Regions from separate parts of the Gossypium arboreum genome. Here region 1 is linked to region 2. The links are chromatin contacts, called in public Hi-C maps. All regions are on one chromosome and are shown on one strand. The core of a region is the stretch at or near the end of the contact, and the rest is flanking DNA. Distances in the headings are between cores, read along the strand shown. Region 1 holds the start of LOC108461960. Region 2 holds the start of LOC108461797 (protein argonaute 7-like).

Region 1 (6,667 bases), core at 322-2,821, 280 kb before region 2:
CTCTTTAACAGAAAGCAAAAACTTCAACTCAAACAAAAAACTTAAACAGAAACCCAAAACTTCTACCGAATTGGTTGGGGGGTTGGGTATAAATACTAGTTGGTAACATTTGATGGTATCGCGGAACTATTAGTGTCACCTAACATGTTAGCAGCACCACTAATAAATTATTTTTTTCGATTTTCCTTTTTTTTTCCCCTAATAGCCTTTTTTTTTTAAATGTACAAGCGTCATTTGACACACCGACGACACTCATATAAAATATATTTTTTAAAATTATCAATGGTGTCGCCAAACACACCAACGACACCTATTAAAAAATGTATATTTTTTAAAATTATTAGTGTTGCCTGATACATCAGTAGCACCCATTAAAAAATAATTTTTATTTTAAAATTATCAGTGGTGCCACCTGATACACCAACGACACAAATTAAAAAATATTTTTTTACTGTCTCAACTTTTTTTGGACACCGTTTTCTTTTTTAAATTCATTGGTGTTGCTTGACACACCGATGGCACCCATTAAAAAATATTTTTTTCTTGTCTCAACTTTTTGTGTAACACTGTTTTTTTTTTAAATTCATCATGCTTCCTGACAGATTGGTGACTCCATTAAAAAATTATTTTTTTTGTTTTATTTCACCATGTATACTCATATTTTCATGGATATTTTAGAAAAATATGTATCAATGTTACGTGACACAATGGATGTACCAATAAAAAATTATGTTTTTCTTTAAAACACATGATAACATAATGATTGGCTAAAAAGAGAGGGTGGTACCGCCAAAATGTATCAGGCTGCACCAACGGGTACTGTAACAACCAACATATTTTCATAAATAATTTGTCCTCCAATTTATTTTCATAATTAATTAATTTTTTATATTATTTATATAAAACCCTCCTATTTTAGTTACTCTTATTCGAAGTAATCATTGTCTTTACAAATTTTAATAATTCATTAATGAATTACTATGGTGAGACATTAACCCATTGAATAATAGAAAGGTGATATATATATATATATTTTGGGACTTCTCTCTCTTTTTTTTTTTTCCTACTGCTTAACAACAACCATCACCATATAGCATCTTCAAGCCTCCTATCACTTATCCTCACCTGAGGCAGAGTCAAAGCCACCCAAACTCCCCCACGTACCCATCTCCACTGCAGCTCTATTTAGGGAACTTAAGTATTACGTCCTGAAATCTGTATTAATCATCATTCTCATAACAATTACTTGACTTCATCCATGCTTTCATTAAGCAGATCAGGCAATGAGATATGCATGTGTGTGTGTGTGTGTGTGTGTGTGTGCAAATGTTGAAGAAGCTTCTTCACCTTGGATGGTTTTGAGCTGCGCAGGTGTACACTTCTTCAAGTCGAGCTTCCAGCTTTTAGACGCCTTAATTTTTGTCAGCAGCACTGGGAACCAAAATCTTCTTAATTTGATCAAAGTTTAATATATAGAGATCCTAAAATTCAATTACTCTCAATGAGTTAACCACGTGAGCCTATTTAATTAAAGTGGTTAAATTAAAATAATTAAAATAAAATAAATTCTATTTTAAAATGAGTATAGTGTAGTTTATCCTAGTTTAATCAATCAAAAGCCCAATTGGTTTTTATAAAGAAAATCCCAATTTTGTAAAAGATTTTGGCCGGAAATTCCAAAAATGGCAGTCACCTGTTGAATTTGATTTCCTCCATGTCCAGTGTTGACAACTATTTCCCAATCTTGAAAACCCCGAAACACAAAAAAGCAAAGCCCATTTTCAATCCGTTACAGACTAACGAACGCCGGCACGATGGCATAGCACCTCAAAAAATGGCAGCTAACTTCTTCAGACATTCCCTTTGTTTTGCGATGTCAATGCTATAACATCCAAATTCGTACGTTTTTTTTTTTTAATAACCAATCTTTCTTTTCTTCTTCTTCCATAAAAGACTTTTTTTTTTTTAACACTCGAGAATTTCCCTCCAATCCCACAATCTTCATGCTTTTCACTTTCACTGTGTTTTCTTCGTGAACTTCTCGGGGATTACAAAGGTGGGTCAAGCACTTTCAGATCTGATTTACACTTCTGTTTTATATAATTTCCTGTGTTTATTTAGCTGCTGGGGTCGATATCTTTTCTGGGTTTTGATTAACGAAAATGGAACCTGGTAGCGTACGAATGAGATCAGATCATTTAGAGAAAGAAGGATCTAAGGAAACCCATGAAGAAAGTTTTGAGCTAGAATCATCCTATGATGTTAGTGATGATAACTACCAATTCCATTCGATGAATGCATTAGAGATCTTAAGAGAAACTGTTAGGATTTTACGGTACAATTCGTCCAGTTTTTTTATCATTGCAGTTTTGTTAATTTGCCCTGTATCTGCGGTCTTTATGTCTAATTTGTTAGTTGATCATTCCATTGTGAAGAGATTAACTGTTAGGCTTTTGTTAGTTGCCAAAACCTGTGGACTCCCATTGAAGCCTTTCATCCAACAGTCGTCACAAAGGTTCGCCGAGTCGGCTGTTTCCTCCGCAATGTGCTTCCCTTTGTTCATCACATTGTCTTTGTTATCCAAGGCTGCGGTGGTTTATTGTGTAGATTGTACCTACTCAAGGAAACCGGCCGATGCTTCAAAGTTTTTCACGATAATCCTAAAGTTTTGGAGGCGGCTCATTTGCACATATATGTGGATGTGTATGGTTATTGTTGCTTGTGTGACCACTTTCTTTGTTTTCCTTGTTGTGGCATGTAGCTTACTTTCTGTTGTTGGCTTTACACCTGACTTGATTGTGTACGTGGTGATAATGATGGGGCTAGTGTTCTCGGTTGTCTTCGCGTATGCCATTGTTGTTTGCAATATCGGGATTGTAATCTGCGTGTTGGAGGAAGTTTCGGGACCGCAGGCAATGCTTCGGGCCGGTGTTCTTATCAAGGGGCAGACTCAAGTTGGTCTCTTGATATTTCTTGGCTCTACAATTGGTTTAGCATTTGTGGAAGGGTTGTTTGAACATAGAGTAAAAGTATTAAGTGATGGAGATGGGTCTTCTAGGATCTGGGAAGGGCCTCTGTTGGTAATAATGTATTCGTTTGTGGTGCTCATGGATTCCATGATGAGTACGGTTTTCTATTTCAGTTGCAGATCGTACACTATGGAAGCCTCGGATGGTGAATGTCAATCAATATTGGATACACCATAACCACCCTTGCCAAATCGTTTGGTGTTCGATTACCATTTTCATGTCCATTGTTATGCTATCAGCTAATATTTATCGAGTTCTAACAAGAAAATAGCATTTCTTGGGAATACTGATGAAGATGAATTTGTTGTTGTTTCATCAAAAACTCGAGCAAGAAGGGTTTTAGCAGCTCATACTATGCTGAAGATGATTCTCCAACTCTTCCATAGACATACATGGTTCAGGTGCATAAAATTTCTTGTGATCTACTACAAGCCATGGAATAAAAGCAAAGGTAATACAATAATTTGATTCAATATAAGCTGCATAGAACTATTCATCAATTATCCAAAGGGTTCCATATCAAATTTTTGGACCTTTTCATGTTCCATTTTTTTTACTATCCTTGTACTTGCATTTATATTCTTGTTCAACATGCTTAATAAATAGTAAAATGTAGAGCTTGGAGTACTGATTAATCTGAAGATAGATTTGAGAGTGTTCTGGGAAATGGTTTTTTTTTTTTTTTATTTAACTTAAGTTTTATCTCAAATAAACTGACTTTGAAGATACAAAGATGGATTGAATGCTTCATCTTCTTTAAATGCCAGTTTCCAAGGGTTGCTTTGACTGCAATTTATCATAACTTGAGATTCTGATTGCTTGCACTTTCTACATCACTTTGGAATCTCTAAAGATTGAACTTTAAACTAAATGGCCATATGGAGAGAGAAGAATGCAAGGAAAGAGTTGTAAATTAGCAGATGATTATTCCTGCTATTAAGAAGAATTTCATTTTCTGGAAAAGAAAAGGATTTTCATTATTTCTGCTTTCTACTAGTAATTTATACGAACATGGGGTGGGCGTGCAAATTTATTTTATTCGCATTCTAAAATGACTAAATTATGCAGTTGGTCATCTAACTTTGCGTTTTCATTTTGATCCTCTAAAAGAAATTATTGCAATTTTGTCACTTAATTTTTAGAGTGTTTTCATTTTAATCACTTAAGCATTAAATCTTTAACAAACGGTTGATTGTACATGCCAAATCATGTCTACATCATGTTTACACTTCCGTTTTGGTCATTCAACATCTATGTCACTTTTATTTTGATCATTGAATATTTTTTGAAGTCATTCGGTAACCAAAATGAAAGCCTTTAAAAATTAGGTGATCAAAATAAAGGTAGTTTTGGTATCCAACCGTCTAAAAAATACGGATATTTTTTAAATTCTCTATAGGTGTGTTTGGACAAGAGATTTGAATGAATGATTTCATTTGAATCAAAGTTTTTAATATTCTAAAAGTGAATTTAGGTTCCGTTTGTTTGTCAATAAAATATTTTTCGGAAAATGATTTCTGAAAAATGATTTATTTTTCTGAAAATGATTTACTTTTCTGGTGTTTGTATGAATCTGTGTAAAATATTTTACATTGTTTGATGATTTTCGAAAATATTTTCCAAAAATCTATTTTTACATATATTAATAAATTTATATATTAATAAATTTATATTTTAAATTATTTTTACATATATTGCAATAATTTATTTATAAATAAATAAATCAAATTAAATATATAATAATACTCAATTATTGCATTGTTCATTCTTCATCCGAATTTATTGCATTGTTGCTCTAGATTTAGATAGAGCTTCATACTTCATCTGGATAAAGTGTTCAAAAACTCTAACAAATGTAACTTTATAAAGAGGAACAGAAAATCAGAAAGAAAACCATTTGTTTGACTATATAGAGCTAATAACTTATGCATGACCTCGAATGTTGGATCACATAAACAATATTTTGCAAGAGAACAGAAAAGATATATGACAAATGCACTTAAATGGGGGCATGCATGTCCATGTTACGCCAGTGCATGAAAACTTACCTAAACAATGCCCAGAACATCAATAAGCCTACACCTTGTAGAGAAAACAATAAATGCAAAGAAAGATTATAGCATTACAATGGAATTTTCTCCACCAATGAAGATGGCTATTTCAAGCAAATAAATGGCTCTGAGTTTTAATTGATTTGTGCATTCATGAAGCTAAGAAGAAGAGCACAAATGATGTTTTTCAAACAAAACACGTTTGCAGACATATATATGAAACACCATTTGTTCATATAAAAAGTAAAACCTGCAACTACAGATCAATTACAATGTTCTTCTCTTTGACTTTCTATCCATCGTCAACAAATTCAAAGCTATGCTAATGATGGCGACGCAACAGCAAATATTATAACCTAGCAATGACATGATTGAATGCAAAACCGGGACATTATCCTTAAAACAACATGCTCACAACATATTAGGCATTGAATTTAGCGTCATCTTCCATTTCTCGAACAGCTTGAAGAGGACCACTACCAAACATGAAGCCTCGACCGGAGAGATTGTTCAAAGGACCATCTCCATATAAACAAACATATGGTTCAATCCGATTCAAGCGGTTCCATTCATCATCTGACAGAGACCAGTTAAATATGTCAATGTTTTGCTTTATCCTGTCGGGTTTTAGGCTACATGGTAGAACACTGGTTCCTCTTTGAAACCCCCACCGTAGAATTACCTGCAAACAAGCAAAGCGAACGGACATGTCCAGAACATATTCAGACATCGATATGGAGATACAACCCTCCAAAAATCTTTCAAATACATGGACAAACTGAGAAAAATTAACATACCCACATCGAACTTAGAGTCCAAGTAACATAGTTCTAATAAAAATGGTTGTTATGATCAACATTTGCTCTACCATAAATGATCGTGATTCTAAATGCTCCGAAAATGACAGACATGCTAAATAACCCACAAATTTGGATTCTTGTAGTTGCAAGTTATTTGATAAGAAAAAACCATGCACTATACATATGAAGCTTTAAATACATAAGATATCCCATGCCAACCATCATGCTGATGTTAAAAGAAAAAAATCCTTGGGCCAATCCTGCTGCACATCTCATCGCACTTCCAAACACATCTATTACAGCCCAATCATGACAATACAAACATATATACTCATAAAAGCATAAGGCTGTTCCTTGCACAGATAACTTTAATCAGTTGTAGGCTTCCCTTATTATATGGTGTTATTTTGTTGGGACAAAGTTGAATGCAACTCTTTTTCTCCAATGTTCAAGCTTTGTGTTAGTTCTGTGAGTCTTTTGTCCACTTTGCTCAATGCAAGGTTATAGCATCTGAAAGATCTAAATTCAGCTACTAGAAAGTAGTTGGCCATACAAGACCTAGAGATTTAACAAATTTAACCATAAGCATACGGGGAAGAGTTGGGTAAGGAAGCCCCTCCTTTACTTTTGTTGTGAAATGGCAACTAGTCTTAAATTGTTTCATAAAGTCTGACACATTGATGCATATAAGTGAATCCTACAATATGGATTTTTTTTCTCCCACAAAAGATACTGATATTCCCAACTCTTCTCAGTTTTGTTTCTGCTAAAAGTATAGACTTAGTTT
Region 2 (6,777 bases), core at 2,096-4,595:
CCGTCCCCGGGGGAATATTTTCATCGAAATGTTGGTTTTGATTGGAAGAAGGATTGATTTCAAATGGGAACAACCTGGTATGGTGCCTCTTTTGAACTACAGCAAAAGTAATGGGAGGTTTGTAGCCTGGAAATCTTGCACAAGCTTCTTTGACAGCTTGTAGTTCCTCTTTAAGCACCTTATAGAATTGAGTTTCACTTACACCGTCTCGGAAGAAGATTATTCTCTTCGGGAGTTTGTTTACTTCTTGGTAGAAGTCATCCAGTAGTTCTTCTACCATTGCAGCAAGATCCTGAATGATTTCTTGCCGATGTGTTTGTGATCTCATCCTCGATACATACTTGTTTGCTGCAGGCCAGTTCATGCTACCAACCACACCAGCAACCGATGGGCTGGAATCATCAAGCGGGTGAGGATGAGTCACGTCAGCACCGATAAAGATCACAGGCTCATCAAGCCTGAAAAGTCGTGGAATCTGAGAAGGTAATGAATTGTACAAAGCAACAGTGGAACCTCCAACTTTGGCATTAATCTTAAGGGCTAAATTTGCCAGAAATTGTGAACTCAATTTCCCGAGGTTCGGGTATAAGCAGCACTGGCTCACAACTCCTACACTTGTCTCGGCTATTCGTTTCAAATCAGCGTACCCTTTGTGCTTTTTCTCCATTATACATATGAGCAGTTGGAGATTGTTTGAGGCAGCTCTATGAATTTTCTTGAGCTTAGATTCCAGAAGTGTCACATTATTAAGCACCTGTGTTGGTTCAAATTGGGGGCTAACAACTGTGCTTTTGCAAAGGAAGATACCAAGCTGCTCACACCTTTGAGATAGCTGGTTTATGAATTTAGGAAGGTTAGACTTTTGTTCTTGAGTGCCCCCAAAACTTAAAAGTGCCCAACGTTCAATCCGTGTTCCCTGAAAGACATGGCTGTTGAGAAGGTTCCACTGCCGGTCACGGCGGGAAGGAGTAATATCTCTTACGTGTCCACCATCACCGAGCTTAAGCTTAGGAGGTTGAAGAATCCTCCCATTCAACCGACTCATTTCTTTCGAAACATGGAGCTTGAATTCTTCAGCTTGGTTGCCACTGTCAAGAAAATGTGCAAATGCTTAGAAGCATACAATGCGAAAAATACTGAAAACAGTTATAAAAACACACACACACACACACACAATAGCATTTACCTTGTAGGCCCTGCAGGTCCCCTCACGATTCCATCAATCATGGCTTTTCGTTCTTTTGGTCTTTGGCAACCCATTTTAAGAATCCTTGCAGTCTGATCATCAGAAAGCTTCCCCAGAAATTTCTGGCCTTCACAAATCATACAAAGCTCCATTGGAAGATAGCATGGTTTGCTCCTACTGATCTGCAAGCATGGCAAATTCCTGAATTGTATATTATAATTGTAGTGATCTTTAAAGTAACCAATAAGCTTCAAATTCTTTCCATCCCTATCTGCAAAGTAAAGGTTTTCAGTGGCTTCTTCAGTTAAGCCATAAACTCTATATCTTTGGACTGTTTCTCTATGGCAAACAAAGACCCTGATATTTCTCAATGCTTTCTCCACTTCCTTCCTTTCATCATCACTTAAACTCCTTGTCTTCCTTTGAGTAAGGTCTCGAAGAAAGTCGATCCGCTTCTGCAAGTAAGGGATTACTCCGATACTCTCATGGAAGACGGTGATCGAGGAATCAACATTGAGAGCGAGTCCTTGTTGCGTCGGTCGAAGACTCTGAAAGAAACCTCTCCATCCAATAGCTCCTCCTCCTATTTCCTTAGTACCTCCCGTGGAACTTGAATAAAATGACCTCCCTACACATATACATTTCTCCATTGGACTCTCCCTAAGAACAACATCCAAAGCATGGAGATAATCTTGAGGAAGTGGGATCCAATCATCACTTTCATTGCTCAAGTAACTACTCAAATCCTTTCCATCAAAATTGGAAACAGCCCTGATATTGATTCTAAACACTTTGAGCTGATTCTGTTTTTGTTGAAAGCCATTCCATTCCCCGAAAGGCGAACCTGTATTCGCAGTGGGGATCGGGAGACTAACAAAGAACTCAAGCTTACCATTTTGGAATTCAACGGGGCTATAAAAATTCTTCCTACCATCATAGGCTGGATGAGCACCACAAAGCAAACCTGAGTTGCTTTCAACCAGTTTCTGCTTGATCATCCTAGCAACCTCCTTGGAGGGATGAGGGGATATCTCAACATTATAATGGTAAACTTTTAGAGAAGGATCAAATTTTACTAGGAAATGGTTGGCAAGGAGAGAGATTACAGGCCCTTCTACACCACCAGAATCTGGTCTCCTTGCAGCCACCAGTGCTTCCTTTGTAGCATTCCTCATCTTTATTCCATCACTTGCTTTAGATGGCAGACTTTTTCTCCATTGAAGCCCCTCTTGAGCTGCTTAGATTTGTTGAAAGAGACAAGTTAAGGAACTTGAATACAAATACAATATAAGCTTGAAGACTACTTGAAACTGTTATAATGAATGAACTCCAAGGGTTTTTAATATAAGAATCAGCAAGATACTATATCATTTCCAGCTATAAAATTTTCATTTTTGCATATAACAATGATAGACATGCAGAAGAAATATGAACAGAGGAAGAAACTAAATATTCGAGTCACCTGGTGTCATAGAAGGAACTGGGAATTTGGTATTAGAGATTGAAAGTTGCTGCAAATGGGTTTTTGGTTGAAAGGTATGATTCTGCGGGAGAGGTGGAGGTAAAGCCAGTTGCAAAGGTATTGGAGGAGGTAAAGGAAGCAAAGAAGGATAGTAAGAGTAGCTTTGGAACTGGTTTTGGTTAAAGAAGCCATAGTGACCTGAGTATTGCAACCATGGATGGTGGTGGTGGTAGTAATGATGCTTATGAGGGCTGTTGTTTATGCCCTTGAAAGCCCTGGTTTTACCACTGCATTCCTTGCTGCCATGGTGCTCCTCTGATTTCTCCATTGCTTGGTTTATGAAAGAAGAAAAAAAAAAAGGCAACACAAAAAAAGGCAACACTTTGAAACTGCAGTTATTTCACAGAGAGAGAGAGAGAGAGAGAGAGAGAGAGAGAGAGACAATGGGTTTTTTAAGTTTTTGATGATGATGATGATGATGGTGGTGATGAAATTCAAAGACAGAAAAGGGGCCAACCAGGGGTTTGGATTAGAAAAGAAAGTGAAAAGAAGCAGAGCAAAGAAAGGGTAAAAGCCTATTTGGCATTTGTACAGCTCTGTGTCAAAGAGCATCGCAGCAGATGTTGTTTATGCTACTCATAATATTATACCTTTAAATGATCCATTTGACTACCTCCTATCAATTAACACATTAGCCTACTCTAGTTTATCCCCTTCTCCTACTAACTTTTATGACATTCTCAAAAATAAAAATTAAAAAAAACTTTTATTACAGATTTTTTTTTTTCCTTTGCATATCTTTTTCTGAAGTCAAATAAAGTGAAAAACTGTTAATAAAATGTAATTGTAGCTGATAGATTGTGATTGGACTTTGAATTAGTGATTAGTCAAGTTCTTTCTTTTCTCATGATTTTAGCATTACTTTGGAGAAGTGTTGGTACCCAGATGCAGTAATTTGTGTATATATATTTTTATATTAAAATTGTTCAAATGTGGGTTATTTGGCTGAATTTGATATTTAAATAAGCTTGAATAATGGGGACCCATTTACATTTTAATATTCAATGGTCCAAATAAATTTATTTTAATATTATAATATATTATTTATTTTTATACACTATGCAACTTAAATCTACCTATAATATATAATATTAGAATAAATTGTCTATATTTAAAACTTTAATAAATAACATATAAAATTATTATTAAAATAATAAAAATAAACATGAGGGTTTGAGTTACATTTTATAAAATAAATAATTTAGATAAAATTTTATATTTTAGATAGTGAAAGAAAAATAATTCTGTTTTAAATTTAAGACATAAATTCTAAAAACTTGATGTAAAAAAGGTTGATAACAATCTCTTATCTACTTCATAGATAGCAACACAACTAATTGCTTTTCTTTTGTCTCTTCTTATTTAGCTTTTTATTTTTCCCATAAAAAAGGGTTTTATTACAATTAAGATTAAATGATAATTTATGATCTTAATTAGTTTTTTAATTAGCTTATATAGAGTTGTAAAGTTTTAATTTTCAATATATGAGTTTTAAAGTTTGAGTGTTTCATGTGGATTTTTTTTCAGATTTATTCTGATTAGTTGGTTAATTTAAAATAATAATTGATTTTTTAAAAATTATTGTCAATTTTAAAATTAAAATTTGATTAAACTCAAACATTTTAGTGATTAAGCATTAATTTCAACCTGCTTAGCTTCCCTTTCGCCACATCAGGGAGTGGAGGGGCAATTCATGCACTTTCTTTGGGGTAAGAAAATTTCAAGGATTAAAAACCCAAATGTTGGAATATGGTGATGTGACAATATGATTAGTAACTATATGTGTACTTTTGGACCACATCTTTCACAGTTTCCCCCTACTCCCTACTGTTTTTTTGCTTTCCATAAACTAGAATTTTCATGCAATAGGTGATGAGTCACATTAATCAACATTTTAAAATATTAAAATTCACAATTCATTTATTTTAGAATTAATTTAATTTTAAAATCAACTATATTTTATTTTTAAAACTAATTCTATTTAGTTTTAGAATAAATTCTATTAGTTATAAATTTTTTCTCTTTAATTTGTAGGTTTTAATATGTAAAGTGCCATTTTTTTTCATCTGTTTTTATTACTTCTATAAAATTTAAATCCCCATCCCCATGGAATGAAAATCATTCAAATACTAGGTACTTAGATTTTAAATTAAACATATATATTATTGTGTTTACATTTTTAATCATATTATTTATAAAGTATTATAAACTTTTAATCATATTAATTTTTAAAATTTTAATTAAAAATTAATTTAATTAATATACATAAATAATCCGTACATTAAACAGATAAAAATAGCTTATGTTTATATTCAATATTCCCTCAATTTCAAATAATTATATAATCATGTCAATTTTTTATCTTTAGACACCTTTGATTAAGTATTCAACCCCGTTGAGACACTCCAATGCTCTGAAATCTTTTCTCTTTTGCTTCTATCTTTTCTGATTTTATACTAAAATAATATTTTTATTACAATGATATAAATCCAATTTAAATTTACCCAAATAATATGAAATAAACAATGAAGAATAATTGCAAAACTCTATGTCGTAAATTGAGTTTGTTGATAACGATTTGGGTATGGGAATCAGAGGTTTAGGAGGCAGATGGCGGTTTGGGCCTCCCCAAAAGTGCAAAGATTTCTCTATACTTGGCAGGATCTTCGGCCCTAAACCTCCATTCCCCACCGTCAAACACCCCTAAACCCCCAACTAATCCAACATTAAATCACACCCTAAACCACTATATATATCCCTAAATCATCCCACACCCTTTAAAAAAAAACTCAAAAATTTTTCCAAATTAAATTGAGAAAAGGTTCAAAAATCTAGCGATTTAAGGTAAGATCTCTAATTTAAATTAGGAATAATTCGATAGTAATATTATTTTTATTAGCACTAATTAATTAATTGGTTATTATTTTTGTTTTTCAAGATTTTGTAATACTCAAATAGAATTTGTAAGTTATCCATGAATCATAATTTTGCTATATAATATGTTAATTATAGTTAACAAATTTTTTGTTATATTGATTATCTATTTGACGAAAGTTTTATTAAAAAAATGAAAATGCATGTATGTATGTTAATAAAATAATTTAATATGATTATGGTTTAGTAATTTTAAATTTTTTTTTGTAAACATGTTGAATATATTGGGAAATATATTAACTGTTGGTTTATTAATATACTTGTGAAATATATTGAATATATTGTTAATTTCTAAAATATCCATGCAAGGTTTGAAATTAGTTTATTAATAATTATAATGAATGTTATTTATAGTAAGTGAAATAGTAGAAAATATTATTAGGTTAAATTTATCAAAAAATAATTGTAATATCTAAGTATTAGGAGTTAAGTTAGAGGTGCTCATGGGATGAGCTCATGCAAGGTATCTAGATCAATTTTTTAAGTTCGGATCTGGTCTAGCTTGACACGACCCAAAAAATAGGCTTACTTTTTGTCCAAGTTCGACCCAAATTAAGAAAGGTAAACCTCGAGTCCAACCCGGCGCACCCATATTTGATTTTTTAGATTATTTTTATTTAGAAATAAATTTTTAAAAATATAATACATTAAGTGCACTAAAAATGATAAAATAAAAGTTTTCTAACACATTAATAAATATATTAAAAAGTATTTATATTAAAAAACAGTATCATAAGTATAATAAATATTTTGTTGTATTAAATATATTTTAAAATTTTATATTTTGGATTGGGTTATTTAGTCGGTTAAGTATTTTTTAGGTTTTGGGTAACGAATTTAATTGTTATTAGGCTAGTGATTTAATATAAATATATATAATTAATATAAATATTTTTATAACATAATATAGGGTTATGTTCAAGCCAAAAAATATTGTCCAAGGCTCAACTCATAGAAAACGGGCTTTAAGTTTTACCCAAGCCCATTTTTTGGGCATCGTATTTTGTTTAAACCCTCCCATTTTTCAAATAGGTCTTCGAGCTTGGACGAGTGGCCTAGCCAATGAGCGAGCCCAAGAGTAGGTCTAAGAAAAATAAGTATAATTTAATTATTGTTATGAATATCTTATTAAGTG

Evidence for each region. A called contact is a pair of places that touch in the nucleus more often than the background predicts.
Region 1: a contact with region 2 is called in a Hi-C map of leaf, with 4 times the contacts expected there. The contact joins the promoter of LOC108461960 here to the promoter of LOC108461797 in region 2. A contact is called at or near these places in 2 of 5 Hi-C or Micro-C datasets (both in leaf).

The regions. Positions count from the first base shown.
Region 1 is chr13:27,722,297-27,728,963 of ASM2569848v2, reverse strand. It overlaps LOC108461960, which reads left to right and starts at 1,571. Exons shown (of 2, transcript XM_017761956.2): 1 at 1,571-1,899; 2 at 2,122-3,696. The coding sequence starts at 2,163. The coding sequence ends at 3,206.
Region 2 is chr13:27,443,645-27,450,421 of ASM2569848v2, reverse strand. It overlaps LOC108461797 (protein argonaute 7-like), which reads right to left and starts at 3,345. Exons shown (of 3, transcript XM_017761731.2): 1 at 2,649-3,345; 2 at 1,187-2,420; 3 at 1-1,088. The coding sequence starts at 2,976.